Regions from separate parts of the Rattus norvegicus genome. Here region 2 is linked to region 1. A link is a contact called in public Hi-C data. All regions are on one chromosome and are shown on one strand. Each heading gives the region's core, a stretch centred on a gene start, on an enhancer-like site or on the middle of the called end of the contact. The rest is flanking DNA. Distances are from core to core; before and after follow the strand shown.

Region 1 (6,061 bases), core at 2,232-4,731:
CCTCAGTTGCAATTGATGGCCCAGGATTGAAGGGGTCATGCACAGGAGCTGAGGCTTGTCACCATGAAGAGCGCCTATGAGAGGCTATTGGTGAGGCCTAGTTACAGTGGAAGACCCCAAAGTATTGGACATGCCAGTACCATAGGACGATCACCAAGAACAGCAGCGGCAGTGGAGTGGAGTCCACCAGAGCCTAGAGTGGCACGGAGGGCAGAGCTGGAGAAGTGACACCAGCTCTTTGGAGGAGCCCAGAAGATCATGTGTAGATCCCAGATATTGGAACAGGGAGCTGTGAAATTGAAAGTTGAAGTTGCCTTGGACACCTCAAGATGTTAGAGATGCCAGAGCTTCGAGATACCTGCCCAGAAAAGCTGCTACCAGGGAGTGCAACCAGCCCAGGAGGAAGAAGTGTGTTGCACAACAAAGATCAAGGGAGTTGGAGATCTGAAGCCCGATTTGACATCAGACGTGGAGATGCAGAGTTTAGAGTTTGCCCAGCTGTTTTTTTTTTTTTTTTTTTTTTTTTGTCTTGCTTTGGTTTTTAGGATTTCCTCACTGTGATATTCTGGAATGGTAATACATATCCTGTGATGTTGGAGGTCTGTGCTCTGTTTCTTGATTTTGATTTTATAGGTGATTACAGTTTAGTGACTGGATGAACATCAGAAGAGACATCGAGACTGTTAGAGACTCTGGGAACTTTTGAAGTTGGACTATATGTTTTAGCATTATGCTATGGTCCCCATAGACTCATGTGTTTCAACAAGCCTATGGGGGCCAGGGAGTGGAATTTGGTGGTTTAAATATGCTTGGCCCAGGGAGAGGCACTATTAGGAGGTGTGGCCTTGTTGGAAGTGGGCTTTGAGACCCTCTTCCTAGCTGCTTGAAGACAATCTTCTCCTGTCTGCCTTTGAAGGACAGGAGAGGCTTTGGCTCCTCCAGCCCATATCTTCCTGGATGCTGCCGTGCTCCCACCTTGATGATAGTGAACTGAATCTCTGAACCATAAGCCAGCCCCAGTTAAATGTTGTCCTTTATGAGTTGCCTTGGTCAAGGTGTCTCTTCACAGCAATTTCCCTAAGACATGCGGGAAACACGGGATGCTCATGAATCTGCAAGTCATCCTTGAACAGGGCCATGCTAAGTTTCTCTGCATCATTCAAATTTTAGTATATATGTTGCCTAATCAAGCTCTGATCATTTTTTTTATTAGTCTATTGGTTTTTCAAGACATGGTTTCTCTGGCTGTTCTGGAATTCCCTCTATAGACCAGGGTGGCCTCAAACTCAGAAATCCACCTTGCTCTGCCTCCCAAGTAGATTAAAGGCCTATGCTACCACTCCTGGCTAGCACTTCTTATTGTTTTAACCTGGAATTTTTTTGGGGGGGAGGGGCAGTCCATTCAATTCCCTCCCCCTGAAATCCATGCCTCTCTGTTTCTGCATCCTGTCCAAATGCCAATTCCTCCTTGGAACTTAGCTTGTAAACCACTGTGAACGACACCACGTTTCTTGTGACATTACAGTCTCCTGTCTTTAGTGTGTCAACAGCTTCTCATTTCATACACCGCTTTGGAGTTTACTGAAGCACCTGCTCCTTCTTGGCCTATGTTAACTTTATCTAGGCGATGGCCCCGTGGGGCAGAGTAGTGTTGCCACTGCTTTGGAACAGATAGAATGGGGTATATAAATAAACCTTGGGGGGTGGGGCTGACTAGCTTACCCACAGTCCCTCTGCTCAGAAGCAGAACTGGCCTCAGAGCAACAGTTCCCAAATTATATGCCAAAGGTCTTTGTTCACATTAATGTGTTTCCCCCGTACTGGCTTCCTCACCGGACTGCAGGCCCCAATTCCCTTACTTGCCTGTGTGCTCTAAGCCAGTTGTAGCCCTACACGAGAGAACGGTGGATGGATACAGATGGGACAAAGTTCACTATTTACCTTCTGCCCACCTATGGGGTGACAAGGACTTAGTATACAGCGCCTCTAACCATCCCAACAGCTGGACAACAAGTGACGCAGAGTCTCACATCCAAGAATAGGTGGCGCCAGCCCATGAGCTACAGAGACAGGCTTGCTCTGTTGTCTCTGCCTCTGGAATCCTAAAGGTGCCTCTGGGCAGCCTCGGGCTCGTGACAGAGCTTCCTGGACAGAGGTGTTATCTCTGCAGAAGGCAATGTGTAGCTATGCCTTCCTAGGCTGGAAGATCCTGTCTGGTGGGGCTGCTACCAACTTCCTTTCCAGGCTCAGCCAAGGGAGACAGATGCTCAAATTAACCAGATTCTGCTGTGGGTCAAATCCCCAGGAAGACCAGAGAAGCAGGAAGACCCAGGGGAAAGGGGGGATGTGGACATGTGAAAGAGGATTCCTATATCTCAAGCTGGGGGGCGGGGGGAAGAAGGTGGAAGGCAGGCAGGCGCTGCAGGTCAGACTGCCCACCACGCAGGAAGCAGAGGACCAGTGTGGCCCCTGGAAAATGAACAGGGAAGGCTCTGGGAAGGAAAAGCAGTACACAACCACACCAAGAATGCAAGCATTCCAGCAGGGTGTGCCTGCAGGGGGCCTTGCTAGCAGGTGCAGTGGGCAGTCCAGACCGAAAGCAGAGATGCGGGTAGTGGGTGTTACCAGTGTTATCTCCAGCCCTGGCGCCAAGAGTGAGTCTGGTTGAGGACACTCTGTCTTTTCTCCTGGAGGGAGGGAGATCTTATCTGACTGGAGCCATATCCACAAGATCTGTCTTAGGTCTGCCCTTTACGTATTTGTCGTGTTTGTGCCCACGGTCTACGTGACTATTTCTCTTACACTGTTATCTCTACAGTGCGTGACTGGCATACTCGAGTGGGTCTTGTGGTCACTGTGTCGGAGCTCTATGCTGCTGACTTGTGTGTGCCGTGCACGCGGTTTCGCGGGAGTCTATGCTGAAGGCAGAGTCATTTTGAGTGTTGTGACTTATGGCACACATATGTGTGCGTGTCCTGTGTCCGATTCTCTTAGGCTTGCCCTGGTCTCCGGGGAGTGACGTGGAGTGTCCGTGCTGTAAGATCAAGGTGTTGGGAGACCTACCCGGGTCCTGAAAGGTCTGGGTGTAGTAGCTGTGCGCGTGTGGTGTGTGTACGCCTGCCCAGCCGTGGGTCTGTGCAGCTGTGTTTCCGCGTGTGCCCGCTCTGCTCGCTGCGCGGGGGCGGCCCCGGGAGGCGCTGCGGGGCCCCGCCGGCCGCGGGCTCCAATGGCAAAGCCGGTGCGGCCCCTGCTAATTACATAAGCGGGGACGTCAATAATTCGCGGGAAAACGCGAAAAAGATGGCGCCCCGCGCCCGGGGGGCCCCTTCCTGAGCGCACCGGCCCCTCCCTCCCTGCGTCCCCTCCTCCCCGCGGCGCCCCCGCCCCGCCCCGCCCCCGCCGAGACCCCTACCCCGGCCCCAGGGGCGGACACTCGGCCGGGCAGTCCTGGGCCGAGCGCACCACCGCCACCGATGTGCTTGGTGGCCAGACTCCAAGTGGGACCGGCTGACGCGCTGCCTCGCGGTAAGTCCCGCGCTGCGGGCGCCCCGGGAGTGTCCGCGTTTCACGCTTCAATCCTGCACACGATCCCTCTCCCAGAAACCTAGATTGAGCCCTACGATCCCCGGGCGGGGGCTGGAGTTCTGAGGAGCTGCGCGCTTGTAGGATGGGAACGGAGATGGAGCCCGAGCGGTACCCTCAGGGCAGCGGGAGTCCCAGCCACATCCCCAGCGCTGGGCAGGATGTGGGTGACAGGTCTCCGTTTGTGGCCGCGTGTCTTTTCTTTTCCATTTGAAGCTATGGAGGGGAGGATAGGCAGGGCATTTGGGATTTTGCTCACGTCCAAAGTCAGGCTACGATAGGCTGGGAGCGGGGAAAGTTTGCAGTTAGAGCAACTGAGGAAAGGAGTGCCTGTAGCTGAAGGGGACACTTTTTGCAAGCTATCCTCTCCCCTGAACACCCTTTTAAAAAGCCAACGGCCGCCCTGGAGAGGCCTCGGCGCATGAATCATCCGCGCTTCCTGCCCCCGCCCGGCCCCGCGCGCCCAGTGCCGCGGATTTGAACTGGACGCCGACGGGAACCCGCAAACAAGCACTTCTGTGCCGATGGGTTTGAATCAGCCAATCACAGCCCGCGGGGGCCCTCTCCAGGAGGATGGAGGCGAGATGGGGGGGCCACCACCCGGGGGCCCAGCACGGCCTCGGGGGCGCAGCGACCCGGCCTGCCCCCAAAATCTCAGTGGGGGAGGAAATGTCAGTTTGTGAACCTGCCGAGGCCGGCCACACTCCAGACCCAGCATGCGGGGATCTCCCAGCTCCCAAAGAGCCAAGTGCCAGGGAGATGGCAAAAAAGTTCTGACTACAGCCCTTACCTGGTGCTTGTTCCTCTGCCCTGGAGTAAAAGATAGGAAGGAGAAGGCAGAAGGAGGTTGATTCCCATCATTTGAAGACCCTAGATCCTGACTATGCCCCACCGCCCCAGGCCCCTCACATGCCCACGTGTATTTAGTTTTACGTATAGGACTGGCACACTGCCATAGACTATCCTACAGTCTCTGAAGAGGCACTCACATGAAAACACACCCGGAGCTGTCTTCTTGTGGGCTGGCAGGGCACCAGGTGCCCAACACCTTAGGCAGAGGGAGGAACCCTGAACAGGAGCGCCCCCCACCATCCCCTTACACTACAACATAAGGAAACTGTATTTGATCTTAGGAGAGTATGTGTGGAGGAATACGACCACGGAGGGGAGAAAGCAATAACTGACCACCAGCGAAGGTTTGGGAAGCCACAAACCTTCTGGAAGGTTCAGATAGAGAAGCTGGGTGCCCTGAGGCTCCCCGTTCCAGGTACCAGGCAGTAGCAAGCAACAGGCTCAGGAAAATAGGCTTGGAAAAGGTGAATGAAATAGCTGATGAGGAAAAATGAGACAAGAGTTGGAAGCAGGACATGATGGGAAATAGGGCAGGATGCTCCAACCACTCTAGGGTGGAGATTCGGAGTTTCTCAGGCCACTGTCCAAAAAGCCCGCTGTGGCAGTGCACTGGTTGGAGAAGTGACCACCACCACGGTGATACCTCTATCAGGAACAGAGAAGCAAAAGGCAGCACTTTAATGAGATGTAGAGAGCCAGATGTGTTAGACTGGTATGGCAATGGCTTAGCTGCTTTGAGCCAATGTGTATGTGGATAAAAGCATGGGCAGGTTTAAATGCCCCAAACTGGTTCCCATGAAGTTATCGGTTAATCGAGAACAGAAAGGGGAATTTCAAAAGGGGGGGGGGGCGCATGGCTATGTTATGCGGTTCCCATGCCACCTCAAGAATTTTCATTGCTAGGTGGGCTTTTCTCTGAAGATGTTTTAGGGGAAACATAACATTTTAAGTGCTTGCTTCCTTGGAACTGAGCACACATATGGGACAAAGCTTCAGCCTCCTGGACATGAGGTGGGGTTCAGATCCCTGGGTCCTTTGCGCCAGGTATGGCGGGAAGATACACTCTCTTAGCAGCATGGTATGGTATAGAGCCTCCTTGACTCCCTGTGAGCCATGGCTGCGCCTCTGGGTCACCAGCCACTTCTTCTTGTATCTCCTGTTTCCCTATCCGTAGAATGAGATAATAATGTCTCCCTCCCAGAGTTGTACTGTCAATAAACGTGTTTGAGAGCCTTACTGGATTTCAGGAGCAGGAAGCAAGATAAATATTGCTCTTTCTCCTCCGGTGTCAGCAGAAGCTGATGGAGACGCAAGCTCTGGAACCAGGGACTCAGGAAGCCTTTGGTGCCACCAGCCCTAACAAGGGGGCCCCGTCTAAGACCAAAAAGAACTTCAAAGACTTGATGTCTAAGGTGACAGAGGGACAGTTTGTGCTATGCCGGTGGACTGACGGGCTATACTACCTTGGCAAGATCAAGCGGGTAAGTCTGCTCTGGTCCTTGGGCCCAGGCTCCTGTGTTTTTCTGCTCATCTCCTTTTACCCCTCATGCCTAAAGCTGAAAGTGGAAGGGACCAGAGCTTGGCTTTGCAGGCTCCAAGTCCTCAGGCACAATGTGGCCCAGCAGGT
Region 2 (6,061 bases), core at 1,029-3,528, 73 kb before region 1:
GAACTGGTCTTATGAGCTGAGATGACAGCTTCATCAGTAAAGTGCTTGGTGTGATGACTTCAATGACCAGAACCTACATCCAAACCAAAAAGAGACAAAAAAACAAAAACAAACACAAAAGCAGACATGTGGATCTGTGATTGAAAGCACAAGCTATTCTTCCAGAGGCTCCAGGTTCGATTCCCAGCGTCCATATGGTGGCTTACAATAGCCTGGAACTCCAATTCCAGGTGATTGTATGTTCTCTTCTGGGCTCCACAGGCATCAGACATTATGTGTGGTACACAAATATACATGTAAAAAAACAGTCACATGCATTAAACAAATACTAAATAATTAGTTAAAAACAAACAAGCAAACAAACAGGCTTGGCGGTACACACTTGTAATCTCAGTGCTGGAGAGAGCCAGGTGGATCCCTGAGGTTTACATGTCAGGCTGCCTCACCCTCTGGCAAAGTTCTAGGACAGTAAGAGGCTTTGTCTCAAAAAACAAACAAACAAACAAAAACAATGATGTAGACAGTGCATGAGGAACAGCACCCAAGGTTGACCTCTGACTTCCATGAGCAAGAAAGCACATGCGCGCGCGCGCACACACACACACACACACACTACCATTAAGTATGGAACACTTCCTCACCACCACCAACACTGCTTCCATTTTTGCCTTCCTAGGTATATATACCCTCTAGATTCCTCCACCTGGATTGAATATTGGCCCACAGACACAACGTGTCCATCCTGCCAAGCGTTTGTAGCTAATTTGGACGAGTTCGCTGAAGACATCTTTCTAAATGGCTGTGAAAATGCCTGAGGAAGTTCTGCTGCGTGGCCTTCCCGGGTACTCCTGTTGGTGGCTCCTAGGAGCCAGGATCGCTTGGAAACTTAGCCTAGAATCGGATACATTTTCTTTATAGTAAAGCGTAAGTTGAAGAGTTACTTTGTGAAACAAAATAGCCTTGTGGAGAGCCGAAGGCAGGTCCCCCAAGGCTATTGGACATCAGCACCAATAAGCTGGAACAAGTCTGTAACGTTAGCAGCCAGGGGTGTTTGTTGGGGCCGGAAGAAGAGACTCACTGAAATTGTAGCCCCTTAGGAAAACATGGTCTTGCTTGAAAAAAAAAATACCAAGGACAGAAAATGCCATAAAAGCTTGACTTTGCACTCAACTGTATTGAAAATGGTGTTATTTTATGCTCGTTCAGCTTCAGGCACACCCGAGGGTTGAGAGGGAGCTGTCAGTAGAGGTCCCTGGACCCTGGAAGGCCCTGACCTCCTGAGCAGGCAGGGGAGTTGTTCCCTGCTCCTGCTTTCTTTGTGTCCCTGATAGAAAAGCTTTCTGCTCTCCCAGCTGCCTCTTCCTCTCAGTATCCATTTCCCCTGGAACTTACTCCTGCCAGTAATTGCTCTACCAGAAGGCAGACCCCAGTGCAAAAGCCCGGTGAAAGGAAACCAAGACTCACGAGACTGTCATTCTGGCCCAGACCTACTCTCTCTTGGATCCTCAGTCTGTGCTGTATACAAATGACTTATACAGGGGTTAGATTTCGAGTGACATTGTGTGTAGCACTTTAGGTCTCAGGAGTTCGCATAGATATCCCCATCCAGCGGCTTGAGAGTCTCACAAAATACAGGATGCTTATAAGCACCATTTTAGAGTTGCCAAAGTGGAGGCTCCAAAACATAAAGCAATTCCCCAGCCTCCCTGAGAGGCATAAACAGATCTAAACCCCAGGGTATCCCGGGTCCACACTCCCACACAGCCCACTGCTCACACGGCTTGATTTTCAAAGATGAAAGCAAATGTAACCAGAGATTCTTAAGCATAGGCTAACTAGTTCCACTGAATTAACATAAGAAATGTGTAACTAGGTCAGCCGACTGGGTAACAAGGACAAAAGGAATCTGCCTTTCACCGCCCCGTCTGTGAGGCTGGCGGGGTTTCATAGCACGTCTCCTTATTGGCAGAGGATTTTCTACTTCCAGGAGCTTTGGGTGTCCCAGCCCACACTGCACAGCATAGGACCACGATGCCAAGCAAGAGTGGAAGGGCTTAGCTAAACCAGCTTTCTCCTGGCTCCTGCCTCTTCTCGCTGAGGGTAGGAAGGCCCTGCTTCCTCAGCACAGACCTCCAGGCCGTTAGGCTTCTGTCCCCAAGTGTGGTGGCAGATAGATCAGACCACAGTCACCAGATGAAGCCACCAATGCAGCTGAACTGTTGATAGCGTGTGAGCTGCTCCTCTTCTACCCCGGCCCCTTCTGAGCACGCCTCCTTTAGTCACTCCAGACTCAGCCAAATCCTGACTCAGCCTGCCCTTCTCCTCCTCCAAGGCTCCTGCACCCCTGCCGTGACTTAATCATATAGAATTGTGTAGCATGTGCCTCCCTGAATCCATCATGAGCTCCACATCGGCAAGTGTACCTGTCTGGCCGGAACAGTCCTCTGAGTGGGGAGTGAGGATGATTATAAGAAAGACAGAAAGGAAGACTCAGACACACAAAGGTTAGAAATCGGGAGGGCTGTCCAGTCAGTACTGCGGTTGAATTCTCTCAGACTCCACATAGCCCACAGCATCATGGGAAACAAAGCCACAAGCTAACAGAAACAATTTGCTTACATGTGCGCAAGATATTCCTTCCCATCCCAAAGGCCTCTTTCCACCAAGGTCAATAGAATCTTCAGCCCCTAGCATTGAGTTTCAGGTTCGCCCCTCTTAGAATTCCATGTCTCAGCAGGCAGGGGAATCTGCCAGCAGGCCCCGACCTGCCTTGTCTCTCTGTCTCTGTCTCTGTCTCTGTCTCTGTCTCTGTCTCTGTCTCTGTCTGTCTCTCTCTCTCTGTCTCTCTCTCCCTCTCTCTCTCCTCTGTCTCTGTCTGTCTCTCTCTCTCTGTCTCTCTCTCCCTCTCTCTCTCTCTCTCTCTCTCTCCCCCTCCTCTGCTTCAGAAAAGTGGCAAAATGGCTCCCAGTAGGCAAGGTCGAGCATTCTCTTTGCCTTAATTCGAGTATCTGGCACAATGCCAAGAACTTGACAGGATCCGGGAAGCTCTTGCTTGTGGGCTATCCTGCAGATACATGTTGAAGAATGTGAAGATCCAAGTTCTAGGCTCAGCTTTGCCCCTAACTGGTTTAATCTCTCTGACAGACTAAAAAACAAGGGGCCTGGATGCTTCTCTCTATAGAGCTAAAATTACCTAACAATCTCATGATGAGAAACAGGAAACAAAACCAAAGGCATGCATGCATGCATGCACGCAGCCCTGGGGTGTGTGCTTCAGAGAGCTGAAGGTGTGTGCTGTCCATAGCTTCTGAGAGAAGGATGTGGGGACCTAGGGAGGTGAAGAGGCACAAGGGTCTTCAAAGCAGAGGGCAGACACATAAGCAAGTCACTCCAGAGGTTAGCCAGACTATCAGTGGTTTCCATAGAAGAACTCAATGATATCATTACGCTGGGCAACACAGAAGCAGCTCATCCAAGTTCTGGTTTAAAATCTTCTTTTACCGCAAATGTGTCCAAAAGTAACTCTTAGGAAAAGTGTTAAGTAAAAGTCTAGATTTTTTTTCTTAAGGAAAAACCAACTTGACACATAAAATAGTTGAGATTTAAGAAGTTCACCATAGGTTGGGCAGATGGCAAAGTCAGGAGAACTTAATTCCCAGACTCTGTGCAGACCTGGGAGTCGGGGCATACACTTGTAACCCCACAAGTGGGGACAGGTGGGTTAACAGAGCTCTCTGGCCAAACCATCCTTGTTTGGTGACTCTCAGACCATGTTGAAGAAGAAGGAGGAGGAGGAAAAGGAAGAAGAGGAAGAGGAACAGAAGGAACAAACATATTACTTGATCATCTTTGCCTCGGCCTGGACTCAAGCTTCTGTAAACAGGCAACTCAGGTCACGTGGCCTCTGTAGTGCAAACCCAGCTGGGGACAGCACTTAGGGAGGATGTGGATTTGACCCTTGGGCAGTGGTATATCCCTCCTTGACCATGTCGATCAGCAGGAGGCAGAGTCTGAAAAGCAGAAGCTAATCGGTGAGCTATTGTGCTTAAGAAAGCTCACCTCTCAGAAACCAGCAGACAGATCAAGGAGACTCCGGGTGGAAAAAGCCAACTGAGGCACGGGAGGGATGCAATTGTCTAGAAAGAGAGAAACTGAACAGACTGAGGGTGGATAAGGCACTCTCAGTGGGAGGGGTCCACTGGAGTTCCTCAACATGAATTTAAAGAGGGACTGGTCAGCCTGGGTTCTGGGACGTGTCTAGCCACGTTCAGAGTCTAAAGCTATACACCATGCAGTCAGTTTAACGGGGAACGATTGTCGTTGGGTAGAATCTATTGACTTTGCTGAGGAAGAACGCAGCATGGGGACACATTAGCAAAGACTTATGGGATTTGGGCTGTGGTGGGGGATGATTCAAGAAAGCAGAGCTTCTCTCTAGGCTGAATACAGGAGCAATCCTACAGTGGGTATCTTGACACTCTTCTAATTTAAAAAAAAAAAAAGGATGCCTTTGGGTCTCAATGAGCCAGAAAAGGGGAATGTGGTAGTCTTGTGGTTTAGGCAATGTTCTTTTTTATTCTCTGATCAAACATGATGGCAGAGGTACTCTTTCTTTTTTTTTTCTTGATGCTTTTTGTCTGGCCTTGGCATTCTGTGACACAATATTACAAGGAACACTGTAGCCTGACCTCACACACCAGGCCAGCTCCTACAGACACCAAGGCCAACGCCAACGTCAAGGGCCGCTCTCCTCTCTCACACACAGTTTCAGAGGTGCCCCTGAAAGGCCGTGCAGAGGCCTCACAGAAGTGAAAACCCCTGTCTCAAGAGCTGACTATTTAGTAGCTGAATCGGAAGGTCCCTAAAGACACAAGACTGGGTTAAGTTTCTATGGACTTTTTCCTACACCTGAGACTGGTTCTATAGAGTGAGTGTGACGAGAATCTATTTCCAGTGACATGATCTTTCACTTTGATGGGGAAACCGAGATGCACCTTTACAGGACTAGAGAGATGACTGAACTGATAATATTCTTGGCTTGCACGCCCGAGAGCCTGAATCTGATCCTCTAAACACACATTAAAACCAGCCTAGCTAGTGCACTGTGTTTTATAAAAAGACCAGAATATGTTTTACAGAGCATAGTACGATGAGCAGTGGGCCCATGCTAAGGCATTGCCTCCTCACTGAGGTATAGAATAGAGTTTATTTAGGAGCTTGGAGGGGGAGTTGAGAAGGAAGGAGAGGGGGTGAGGAAGAGGAGGAGGAAGAGAAAGATGAAGAGGAAGAGGAGGAGGAGGTCAGCCAGGAACACATGGGGAGAGGAGGAAGAGAGGTTAAAAAGGGACTAGGGAGAGAGAGAGAGAGAGAGGACTAAACAGCCCTTTTTATAACAAGCCAGGCCTACCTGGCTATTGCCAGGTAATGGTTGGGTGGAGTCCAGGAGGAATGCCAACATAGCGCATGCTTATAATCACAATGGTGTCTAAACAGGTAGATTGTGGAGGGCTCAAAGTGTAGTCATCAGCCCAGGCAAGTTGGTGAGTTTCAGGCCAGTGAGAAACCATGTCTTGTGGTTTCCGCACACAGATGCTCACGTGTACATATGCAACGCCATGCAGGCACACGAGCACACACAATTAAACAAAACGAATAAAATATTCACCGGGTCAGGACACAAGTCCGAGGCCTCTGACTGGACCCACCATTCTTTCTACCACAAAGATAAGCAGAAGGTTTGAAGCAATCAAATCCTCCCTGGGGAAAAGTATGTCCTTCTGGCCATGTTCAAAGATAACACAGAACTCTCTAGGAAGAACTGAGCTTCCAGTACCCGGGATAACCAAGCGCAGTCCAGATACCACGTTCCAGGAATATTGCACGGGCAGGAGGAAGTAGGCCTTGGCGATGGCCCAGCGTCTTTGTACCTGTGAGGCAGAAGAAGAATAAAGGACATTTTACCTCCTGAGGTCTCAGGCCTCACATCTGACAACTAGAAGAGCTAGTAACTCCCAAGTCGGAGGATTTTTTTTTTTTTTTTTTTTGGTAAGACTTGAATGAG

Evidence for each region. Hi-C and Micro-C count contacts between places; a contact is called where the count stands out from the background.
Region 2: a Hi-C map of the Rat2 cell line shows a contact between it and region 1, with 2.2 times the contacts expected there. The contact joins the enhancer-like site here to the promoter of Phf19 in region 1.

What each region holds. Positions count from the first base shown.
Region 1 is chr3:38,591,274-38,597,334 of GRCr8, reverse strand. Phf19 (PHD finger protein 19) reads left to right here and starts at 3,481. Exons shown (of 15, transcript NM_001106570.1): 1 at 3,481-3,525; 2 at 5,730-5,915. The coding sequence starts at 5,736. It also overlaps the pseudogene Rnu6-1256.
Region 2 is chr3:38,663,283-38,669,343 of GRCr8, reverse strand. C5 (complement C5) reads left to right here. Exons shown (of 41, transcript NM_053020.1): 41 at 677-1,170. The coding sequence ends at 815. Among named protein-coding and RNA genes, the nearest start is that of Traf1, 31 kb to the right of the region's middle. Within about 2 kb of position 2,278, at least 15 of the 93 cell types and tissues checked have an H3K27ac peak or open chromatin away from gene starts, as enhancers often do.